Linked DNA regions of Mus musculus: regions 1, 2 and 3 are each linked to region 4. Evidence: chromatin contacts called from public Hi-C, HiChIP or PLAC-seq and capture Hi-C data. All regions are on one chromosome and are shown on one strand. The core of a region is the stretch at or near the end of the contact, and the rest is flanking DNA. Distances in the headings are between cores, read along the strand shown. Region 1 holds the start of Rpe (ribulose-5-phosphate-3-epimerase). Region 2 holds the start of Map2 (microtubule-associated protein 2). Region 3 holds the start of Myl1 (myosin, light polypeptide 1). Region 4 holds the start of Pth2r (parathyroid hormone 2 receptor).

Region 1 (2,700 bases), core at 121-2,620, 1.4 Mb before region 4:
GGGCTTTCAAGTAAGTGTTAAGAAAAATGAGATTTAACCACGGAGAGCCAAAAGAAACAAAACTGCTATGGACAAAACAGCAGTGATGTTAAAAAGAATTAGTGTAACTGAGTGTGGGGACCCGTGCCCATAATCCCAGCATTTGGGAAGCTGAGGCAAGATTTTGAGTTTGAGGCCAGTTAAGATTTATACAGACCTTGTCTCAAAAAAACCAGAAAGAACAGCAAAACCTCCAACAAGAAACGAAACTGATGTAAATAACACATATTTGCCAATGTGACTGAGGGCAAACAGATTTTGCTTATTTGAAATAAATTTATTTTTCTATCTCACTCCCAAGGTCTTTTATAATTTTATGTAAACTTTCGGTGGGAAATGCTAGTCAAAAAGCCAAGAAGATTCAAGTTCCAAGTCTGTCACAATCTTCTGTAATCTTGAGCAAGTCCTCCAGCCTCCTTTGGGTCTAGGTTTGTTTCCTCACTTTAGAACCAACTTAGGAAACTTGTACCCTGATTCTGAGCATTATAACTACAGTGCTTAAAAATTACTTACAAAAAAACTGACCTCCCTGAAGAGCAGGGTGCCTGAAGAGAAAATAGACAGGAAAATCAGAATTCGAATGGGTTATTCGATACAACTAACAACTGCAGAGAATCTGTTACACGCCAGGCACTGGACTTGCTCGTTTCAAGTTCCCCAAGACGCGGAAGCGTTCTATGATCAATAATCCTTCCATTTTCCTCACACTGAACCCGAGTCCCAATCAAGGCTGAAGCGGCTTGCCTAAGACAAGTCGGCAAGTGGTCGAACTCCGGAAGCCCATCCAGGTGTCAAGCTGAGGCTGTCTGCCGGCTTTGTCGAGAACTAGTTAGTTATCTGAGTTCGATCGAGCAAGTCGCGCCTGTCCCGTTGGGCCTCAGTTTCTCTACGAGTTCACCAGAGGAAGATCCTGAACACTGGAGGTGGCTCCCGGGTCCTATCACCACAGGTTACGGGGTGGCGGGGAAAGGACCGGGCCCCAAAGTCAGCCAGGGCCGGCTCGGTGCCCTCGGCAGCGCGCTTGGCCAGGCAGCCCGTCGTCGCACAGGGGCGCCGTGCACCCAACAGGCGCTCGCTGAGGTGCAGCGACGCCGACCCGCGCGGCCAGCCCGCCCCGAGCCCCGCGGAGTTACCCGTCCATTACATCCAGGTGCAGGTAGTCGGCCCCCGAGTCCAGCATGCGCAGGCACTCGGCCCCCAGGTTGGCCAGGTCGCTGTTGAGGATGGACGGGCCGATCTTGCAGCCCGACGCCATGGTGCCGGTTCCCTAGAGCGAGTGAGCCCACGAGAGCCCGGGCCAGCCAAGACTCCGTCCCGATTGGGCGCGCCGCACTGGCTCCGCCCCCTCCCACCTCGCACTCTCTTCCGGACTCTGCCGGAAGCAGCTGCCCTGCGGCGAGGAAGTCCCGCCTCCTCCTGGGGGGGGGGCGTCAGCTGGCTGGCTAGGGGCGGAGCCAGGTGCAGAGCTTCTGCCTTCTGTCTTGGATTTCCAAGGATCTTCTGGCTTCTTTTCCTTTTGAAAGGGAAAATAGTTTATTGAGTACAATGTAAGAAGTTCTACGGGTTGATCAGCTAGACTACCACCTACAATGTAGGAAATTTGTTTTTATTTTTTTCTCTGTTTCATACACGTATAGCATATATTGTGATCATATTCAACCCCATTACCCTTTCTTACCCCAGCCACTCCTCCTGACCCCTTCTTCCCAATTAACTCCTCTCCTACTTAAATAACTTCACCTCACGTGTCTGTAGGTTTTGTGCAGGGAGCCACAGTTGCTTATGCAATCATTAATTGCAGCATTCCGTTGAACTTCCCCCACCCTCTGTCTCTTACAGTCCTCTCTTCTGAGATGTTCCTTAGTCAAGCTGCTGATAACTGGTGACTGCTGAGTACTCAGTGTAGGAATTTTTGCAGTAGCTGAAAGTATAACGTAAAAACAAAATTCTAGGCCTTTAGGCCCAGGCATGGGAATGTGACCTCTGTGACTTAATGATGCTAATCATAAAACAGATAGCGACATTCCTCCACCCACCCGCTTCCTGGGTTCAAAGAGTGTTCATTCAAAGAAAGTCACCCTGACCATTGCTATGCAAATGTGCTATTGTTAGGGGCTCTTAGAAACTGTCTTGAGAGATAACTGGAACAATTACCAGGTATTCCTTGTGACTCTTGTGACTTTGCACTTCCTTGGGACTCTTAACTGGTATCTTTGGTATTTTCCAACAAAGCCCTCCCCACTTCCTTGAGTTGTGGTTTCTTCCTTTAAATACCTCCTTACCCAGCTAATCGGTGTGCCACAGACCTCTACCCCTGCGTGGTGTATGACCGTGGGCCCGAGAGCCCTCTTGAATAAGTTTGCAGTAAGACCGTTTCTTGTGTGATTTGGGGTGTCGCCTCTCCTGAGTCAGAACGTGGGGGAGTCCTCACGTTGTGGGTCTTTCATAGCCAGTCTGATAGAGTTGCTATCCAGCCATAATTCTTGAAATGGATAAGTGGCGTAATGTCAAACGTATCCAGAGTCTGGGCCAGGAAAAAATGAAAAGGTACATGAAGATACACGTGGATAGAACAAGAGCAATTCCTAAAGAACAAGGATAGGGCTCTCATAGTTTTATTAAAAGCATGCTGGTAATTTAGATGCCATGGTTTCTGCAGGG
Region 2 (2,700 bases), core at 181-2,680, 1.0 Mb before region 4:
CATGTAAGGCTTGAGGCCCAGATCAATGGATTCAACTGCTTTCATAGCAAGAGAAAGGATCTATTTTCTTATGTTATTAATTCTGAATAAAGCATATGATACTAAGCTCTTTTGAAAATTAACCATTTCTGACTTTAAATATATTTCCTGTTGTATACTAAAGATATTGTATAGAAATTATAATATTTTATTCACCAAATTTCACAACACTGAGTCATCCCTGGGCTTCAGTCTCCAAAGCTCTTCCCATCTAAAAGGGTGAACCATTTTATTTAGAATATTTATTTTTTAAAGCATGGATCCACAGGAAACCTCCATCTAAAATAATTTTTAACATGTTTCTCTTAAGTTCAAATAAATATATTTTCTTTGTGATACACATATTTCAGACATTTTGTTAACTGTCACAATGACAAAAATCCAAACATTACAGATGAGCTAGGCAAGCTGATATTTCTTAGTATTTGCAGCATAGACAAAAGGCATATATTTTTTAGATACTTTCTATTCAAAATAGCCTCGGCTGATGGTGAAATCTGCATAAGAACTCCTACATCTTCTAGACAAAGATCAGACAATCCACTCTGGGATAAAAAACCAGCCATGAGGGTAAACCTAAAATAAAAGCATTCCAATTCTTTCTCAATTGCCCTTCCTTTAAACGTCCAAATAAATCATGCAGTACCTTTTAATTTTCTGACTGAGTGCTTCCCAATCAGTGCTTCCTCTGTTAGAGACAAGCTGAGGAACCTAGAGAAACAAAAGAAACACATATATACATATAGGTTTGTCAGATAAATATCAAAAATCACAACTCACCAATAAGTCCATTCATCCTTGATATCCAGATAATAAATGTATGCCTTGGAGTCTGGAGCACAAAAAAGGCAGCGCTTGGATTTTAAGCTCAATAACGTATTTAAAACACAGTATTCCGAGGCCACATAAAGCTGATCCTTTGAAAACGTGGATTAAAAAGAAAAGAAAATGTAAAAAGCCCTAAAGCATTACCGGTAGATATGCAGCAATACCCCTCGAATGGAGTCTGTAAGAGCTGCCACCGCAGAACCCTGCTTCAGGAACACTCCCTCTGTTCTGTGTCGCTAGCTCCAGACAGACGCAGTCTGAAAGCCACCAGCTCCTGTCTGTGTGTGCCGTGGAAAGGGAAGCTGCAAATTAGAAAAAGTCCCCGCAGTGGCGGAAAGGAAAATAAGGCAAGTAGGAGAGGGAGAGAGAGCTCACTAGGCTTAGAATTTTCGAGAATGATGACAAGCCACTCAGCTCCGCCATCATTCACTGACAAAAGGATGCTGCCTCTGGCTTAGGATTTAGCGGTTTGCCATGGGGACTTCTGGTACCAAATGCCTGACAGGCATTTTAATTGCCTCCATCCAAATGTGTCCCCAGGAGTCAAGTCTATAAGCCTACGAATGTCATCATCTGGTCTCCTTTGTGTCACACACACACACACACACACACACACGTGGGGGCGGGGCAGGCTTAGAGAGACTCGTTTTCAGGAATATAGGATTACAGGCAAGTTAAGCTACACAAACTGGACATAAGTAAATGATCATTAATTGGAATTTTATTATCTATATGAAGTATACTAGAGATAGTTTGAGGTTTTGTCATTGACAGATGAATACAATATTTAAAAACTATCCCATATTATTATTTATGTCCCAAAAAGGTATGTATTAAAGAAGTGTATATACTAGTATATATTTTTCTACAGAAAATTCAAAGGCTTTGTAAATATGATAACTACAAGCTTGGCAATGTGTCACTTCAAGGCTAGCCATGTGATATCCCTCTGCAATCATTTTATTCTGGTTCCATACAAAAGAAGGTGACAACCAGTTTGAGGACTGGGACTTTGCTGTCCCTGAGGTGAAGGTTATTACAGGGAACTCAGTGTTTGGCATAACCAGTCTCCCCTTCGTGTTAGCAAATGAAATTAACAATTGAATATCCCTGTCATACAGTGTGCTTTATGTAGGGGACTTAACTGTAGAATAATTCTTCACCTGTATTATCCTGGAGAAAATGGTTAATAGATGAATTGGTAAAGCATTGTTAGAGCCCTGAACCAGTAAATGGAGTAAATTTTCTGTGTATCAAAAGGGCCAGCTGCAAAGAAGGTTGCTGAGAGGAAGTATCACCATGGTTACCGGAAACAAAAAGCAAGGGGGTGGGGGTTGGAGAGAAGGGAGATGCCAGGAAGAGAGAACAGGAGTACAGTGGAGAAAATCTGGAGACAAAAGGATACAGTTCCTTCTCCTCCTTCTAGAAAGCTCTGCCTCTGACAGATTTGTGTTGTGCTTTCAATTCAATTAAGATGGAGTTTCATTTCCTGCTGCCATGTTCTTCCCCATTTTTGATCATGAGCTAATTTTGCTTTCATAAATATTCATTTTTTTTCTTTTCTATGGGATTGATCCAATCCATATCTGCATCTTCAGAAATCACTCAGCCTCACAGATGAGAAAGCTGGGGCCTGAGGGCTACTACATCCTAATTCCCACACAGAGGCAGCAGCCTGGCTTCCTAACTAGCCCACTGGGCTGTCCCCTCTCACCAAGTGACTTTCTCTTCTTTCCTCTTATGCTGTTTGAAGGCAAAACAGAATCCAGTAAGATCCTGTGCCTTTGATCTTGTCAACCTTTCATTTGCAGAAGCAACATTCTCCCCTTTTAG
Region 3 (2,700 bases), core at 12-2,511, 1.6 Mb before region 4:
GATTAGCACCTAATAATCACACAAAATAGCGGCTAGTATTGTGATGTTTTCATATGTCCACGTAATTATGTATTTTGAAGAGGTGGTGCATACTTAGCTGTTCATTTCTCTAGAACGGTAAGAGCATAAGTTGAAAATACTGAGCAAGACACACTTCCTGCTTTTTATGAGTAACTTCCCTAAGGACACATGCAGAAGTCACAATTCACCTCACATCTTCTTTATTCCTTTGAGCTAGGGCAAGTGTGTCGAGAATGATAACCCCCATGTATGAACTCCAGTGAACACTCTAAAACTGATCTTTCCCCCAAAGCCATGGCAGCTTTTCCTGTTTTCAGATAAGCTGCTATAAAAGCCCATCGCCGGCAATTCCCTTAAACACCTTTAAAATGTCGAAGTACTATTTTGCACGCCATGAGCCTTACTTTAGGTTATTTTATTCTTGGTCTGTAGACTGAGCCATAAAGTGTTGGACAGGGAAGCTTGGTTTTAGTAAGAACTTAGCAACAACAACAAGATACAAAATGGATGTGTCAGTTTCCTTGCTTGCTAAGAATTTCAGAAATAAAAATATACAAATAGTCAGTCTCTGTAAAGAAAATGGGAGAGGAAGGTTGTCCTCAAACAAATGCTAGGAGACGAAGGGGGGAGATAGAAAGGGAGGCGCCAAACCATTCTCACTTTTTTTAAGCTTAGATTATACCCCTGCTAATACTGATTATAAAGACTATTCTTTAATGGCGATTTGGGAACCTGATCAGGTTGCCATGTGGGTGTATCCTAAGAAATACCCAGAGCACTCAATGCCTTTTCAAGACCTCAGAACTTTACCATAAGGGGCCAAGAATTGGAGAGTGTTCTTTCTATAACAGTTACTATTTCAAACTTCAACCCAGTCGCATCCATGAAGTTCCATTAATACCCAGTCTTGCTGACTAGACACTTGCAAGGTCCATAATTATATATCAGAAGCCCGAGCCCTAGATGACCCCAAGTTTTCCACGAGCAAAGAAATGTCTTAAGGAGGACAGTTGCAGGGAACATCTCAGAGATAAAGACCATAAAAGTACTGACAGGCTTCAGTCTCACCAGGGCTGTTCACGTCTAGATGCTGGTTTCCTAAAAATAGCCCCAGGGTACATGTCTCTCTTTCCCTTTGCCCTAAGAAAGCTAAAGAACTCCTCCAGGAGGAGTGGCAACTGCCCTGTGAAATCTGATGCTAGATATGAGGTCAGTTTGCCCAGAAATAAAAGGAAGCCAGAGAGAGGTTAAGACTCCACTCAGGGATTGGAGCTGCCTTCAGTTTATCCTCCAGCTCCACTGCTGTTTCGCAGCCTAGAACTCCATCATGGTGGGTCCTACAAGACAACGACGATATGTCATTTATAGGAAGAGACAGTTAGGCAACAGGAGCAGCCAGGCAGACAAGGAATAGGATGGAGGACAGAACCTATTTAACACAAGGTTTTTGGAACCTACTATTGGTTTCTATGAGCTAGATAGAAGAAATTACTTGGAACTGTTGCACCAGATGGAAAAATTCGTCTTTTTTCTCAGAGCAGGCGTTTGTGCTTCACCAGCTTTTGTTATATCATGCAAGATTCATCTAAATTTAGAAGGGGGATAAAAGTGCAACTATAGTGTTGCTTTAAAATAGAATTCAGTGATAACCAGTAGCTAAAGTTAAGCAAACTGCCTCTGATTCTTCAGTGTCATATACTAGTATAAAATACGTTAATTAGACAGAAAGACTTTTAAAGGGTGGTTTTTATATGTAATTTTATTTGCAGTTTTAAATGTATACCTTATCTGACATATGCTAAATATAGACAGCTATGGCATTTTCTAGGAAGTGTTCTTTCTGTTTAGAATTTTTTAATATTTTACATGGTTAAGATATAGAGAAAGGATTTCCAAGTTATCTTTCGCAATAGATTTTATGCTCCTAGGTTCAAAATTTCCCTCACACACTCTTCCTGTGCCATTGTACCTACCTGGTTCCCTAAAGGCCTCAGAGCAAAGAGCACTCTTTCTGTCAATGCATTTGAAAGTCCTCTCTTTCTCTCTCTCTCTTGCCACCACAGTCCTTCAGTGCTGACCAGATTGCCGGTAAGTGACTGAGCAGCTCTACCCTAGGAAGAGCTCTGTCTGTCTTTGAGATTTCCCTAACTCCACAGCATGTTCCTTTGTGACTCAGACTGTTCGTGCCTATGCCATGCCTGAACTCAGAATAAGTGGGCTGACTCCTGGAGCTTATTCTGAAGAGAACTCGAGGAATGAGCTGGACGTGCTCATAAATCAGGACACTTGTTTCTGGTTAAAATATTCTTTATGATTAATTTCTTTCCAACAGATCGAGTTCTCTAAGGAGCAACAGGAGGGTAAGTTTAAAAGCTGTAGCCATTCATATGTGCGGACTCAGAGGTGACAAGTGAGAAAACCAAGTCCCTTGGGATGAGCTAAGTGCTGTCTAATTATCCACACTGGTGCTGCTACCCTAAATATAAATTGCTTTCAATCACTCTAAATATAAACCTGCATAACTGAAGCCCTTGGTTAGAGTCAGTAATCAAAGCTTTAAGGAAATTAAAATTAGAGCTTTAATAAGTCCTTATAGCCACTGATTTCCAAATAAGATGAACTCGGTACAATAGGAAAGATCGGCGTATATGATATAGTCACAAAAGGATCTAGGTTTTA
Region 4 (2,700 bases), core at 166-2,665:
TTCTTTTGAACTTAAGAGAACATATTTTTAAGTGTCCATTGTATGATTCCCCACTCATTCTTTTTTCACAACACAATAAGTCTACATGAAATGTCCTGATCCTGCTAAGTAAGAGTAGCATGTCTCAGGAAAGATATTTCCTAGAAATATCTTCTGATTTTATGTTGTTACGACTTTGGAAGATTGGATTTTTTTAACTGTATCTTTTGAATAACTAAAATTCAATTTGGTCATTTAAAGGTCTAAGATGTCATTTTAAGTACCACCGGAACATATTCATGGGTGCTTTAACTTTGTGGAAGTTTTTTTAAAACCAATTGAATCTTTATTTGACAGTCAATGTGCGCCCTCTACCGAACAGGACATATATAACCTCGGATATGTCTTAAATCATAGGACAAATCAAACCACAAAACACACACCACTGCAAGCATCTTTCTAGTTCGTTTGAAAAATAAATAAATAAAACTATAAACCTAACATATTCTTTGACTTAAAAAAATGAAGATGAACTGTTCCGTGCACATTAAAGAGACCCACTATGAAAGAACTTCCAGAAAACCCCTAAGCGACAGTGGCAATAAGAAAATTACAACCACTGCTATTCAACGTTTAAGACCCGAGCTGTATTTAATACGGTATTTATTCGGTATAGCCCCTTTGCTTAAATACGCGCTTCTGTATCAGAGAGAGAAACAGTTACACTTTTACACTGTATCATCGATTCTAGAAGTTTTAAGCTCTCAAACATGATGGTGAATTGCCAACAAACAAAACCTACTGTGGTGGTTGAAGCGAGTACCCCGGGGATTATCAGAAAGAACAAAGTTCTTCCCCCTCCAGCTGTGCATTACCAGATCCCTGAACACCAGGAAGCTGGTCCATCCGCCCGGAGCTGGGACCTCCCGCCTGAAGAGGATGTGGACAGACCGGTGCAGTGCGGCGCGCCCTGGGCTTGCTTCTCTGGCTGGGGAAGCACGCTCTGGTGTCCCAGCTCTTACCTGCGCTCTAACCAGGAGACAGCTACTGAGAATCAGCCATCCACAAATGTAGGTGAAAGTCTCCAGCCAGGCCATGTCCAAAACTGCCCAAGGCAAAAGCAGTCTGTATCCCAGGCTCGCTTACTTGTCCAGTATGGACCAAACTTGTGATGGGGAGCGAGGCACCGCTGGGCAGCTGAGGCGCGGGAGTCACTAGCCAGGACTCTCGGGGGTCTGGCTGCCTGCGCCCCAGAGTCTGGAACCCCGTCCTGAGGGCTCTGGGTGGTCCCGCCTTCTACCGAGGACAGCTGCAGGGAGGGGGCGGAGGACGCCAGTGCGTCCTTTGCCAGTCACTCAGTCCGCAACCCAGGAGCTCAGATGCCATGCGATCCCGAAGCAGGGCTGCAGCCAGGCTTGACTCTCGGTGTGTCTGCTTCGCTGCACTGGGCTCTGAGTCCCCAAGCCATCTCTGGGAATGCCCTAAGTCCTCAGAGGAATGGCCCAAAACTTTCCTCCTGCCCAGATGCGCACTGACCATCTGCCACCAAGATGCCAGTGTGATAAAGGCTTCCTGAGACCTGTAGGGTTAGTCTCTGCAGCTACCCACAGCACAAGTTCTCCGATTCATTTTCTCCTCACTACAATGATATGGCAGATATGGGAGGGGTGTGTGTGTGTGTGTGTGTGTGTGTGTGTGTGTGTCACACAAATTACTAATGAGAAATAGCATTTTGACGATAAAAGGACTCAGTCCTGTGGAAGCTCAAAGTCCCAAAAGAAATATTTCAGTTATTTCTAGCAACATTTTGTTGGTTTTTTGCTTGCTTGCTTGCTTGCTTGCTTGCTTGCTTGCTTGCTTGCTTGATTTTGTTTTTCAGTTATGGGTTATTGTTTGTTTTTGTTTTGCATTTTGGGAGTTTTGCCTCTGAAGACACGTTCTGATCAGGACGGACTGGTGCAGTAAACCGTAGCTTCTGTCCTCCAAGCTCACCGAAGCTCCAAGCTCACAGGGTTTTGTGTTGATCATCAGGTTTTGCCTTCAATCCTTTAAATGCAGCTCTTAGAAAGGCGTGCTCAAAATGAAAGCTTATAGCAAATACTCCAAAACCACTAGCTTCTTGCTAAACCCTCTTCCTGTACTCTCACGTGCTTTAATAGTAATTTTGTTCCTCAGAGTTGATGGTCAGAACATGGTCTGCCTGCCCCTTCTTCTCACTGTACCCTCCCATGGCAGAAACTGTGAAGGTATCTCTCTGGGATCCCTCATCAGGGTATTGCTACTATTTATTGGACCCTTAGATTGCAAGCATATGAATTCTGGGAGAACATAAGCGTTAGGTCCAGTTGTACACTCAAAACTTTATCGGGAAAGTTGAGTTTAAGATGCAGCGCCCTCTAAGGGAGATGCTCAGTAAGTGTATATATTATAGTTACTATTGATGATGGTGACGATGATGGTGGTGGTGGTGATGATGAATGATGATAATGATTGTGGTTGTGACAACTCAATCTATGACTGAGCAAAGGACTATGTTGAATAGAAGAATATTGTCTGTACTTGCAATATTCTGTATAACCGCTGCTATGGCTGTACACCTTTATTCTCACCTTAACTTCTAATACTTTAATCAATGTCAAGGGCTTTTTTTTTTCCTTTTTAATGTATCTAAATCTACCAGTGTTTTGTTTTGCAATGCTATGGATCAAATCAGGGCCTCCA

Evidence for each region. Hi-C and Micro-C count contacts between places; a contact is called where the count stands out from the background. HiChIP or PLAC-seq counts read pairs in DNA pulled down with a chosen protein or histone mark. Capture Hi-C pulls out chosen DNA fragments and counts their contacts.
Region 1: an H3K4me3 HiChIP or PLAC-seq map of stem cell-derived neural progenitor cells shows a contact between it and region 4, with 9 times the contacts expected there. The contact joins the promoter of Rpe here to the promoter of Pth2r in region 4. A contact is called at or near these places in 2 of 39 promoter capture datasets (embryonic stem cells and hippocampal neurons), 3 of 484 Hi-C or Micro-C datasets (cardiomyocytes, cerebral cortex and cumulus cells), 12 of 115 datasets of contacts at active chromatin or transcription factors (the NIH/3T3 cell line, acute myeloid leukemia, embryonic forebrain and 7 more) and 1 of 9 other capture datasets (embryonic stem cells).
Region 2: a capture Hi-C map of embryonic stem cells shows a contact between it and region 4, with 4 times the contacts expected there. The contact joins the promoter of Map2 here to the promoter of Pth2r in region 4. A contact is called at or near these places in 1 of 484 Hi-C or Micro-C datasets (cerebral cortex), 2 of 115 datasets of contacts at active chromatin or transcription factors (astrocytes and differentiating embryonic stem cells) and 1 of 9 other capture datasets (embryonic stem cells).
Region 3: a Hi-C map of B cells shows a contact between it and region 4, with 2.2 times the contacts expected there. The contact joins the promoter of Myl1 here to the promoter of Pth2r in region 4. A contact is called at or near these places in 9 of 39 promoter capture datasets (the 3T3-L1 cell line, 3T3-L1-derived adipocytes, the C10 cell line and 4 more), 3 of 484 Hi-C or Micro-C datasets (B cells, the G1E-ER4 cell line and uterus) and 1 of 9 other capture datasets (embryonic stem cells).

Annotation. Positions count from the first base shown.
Region 1 is chr1:66,699,501-66,702,200 of GRCm38.p6, reverse strand. It overlaps Rpe (ribulose-5-phosphate-3-epimerase), which reads right to left and starts at 1,370. Exons shown (of 6, transcript NM_025683.3): 1 at 1,173-1,370. The coding sequence starts at 1,294.
Region 2 is chr1:66,320,454-66,323,153 of GRCm38.p6, reverse strand. Map2 (microtubule-associated protein 2) reads right to left here and starts at 1,430. Exons shown (of 15, transcript NM_001310634.1): 1 at 1,012-1,430; 2 at 686-750.
Region 3 is chr1:66,933,927-66,936,626 of GRCm38.p6, reverse strand. It overlaps Myl1 (myosin, light polypeptide 1), which reads left to right and starts at 1,261. Exons shown (of 7, transcript NM_001113387.1): 1 at 1,261-1,351; 2 at 2,085-2,109. The coding sequence starts at 1,349.
Region 4 is chr1:65,309,972-65,312,671 of GRCm38.p6, reverse strand. Pth2r (parathyroid hormone 2 receptor) reads right to left here and starts at 1,415. Exons shown (of 13, transcript NM_139270.2): 1 at 1,002-1,415. The coding sequence starts at 1,076.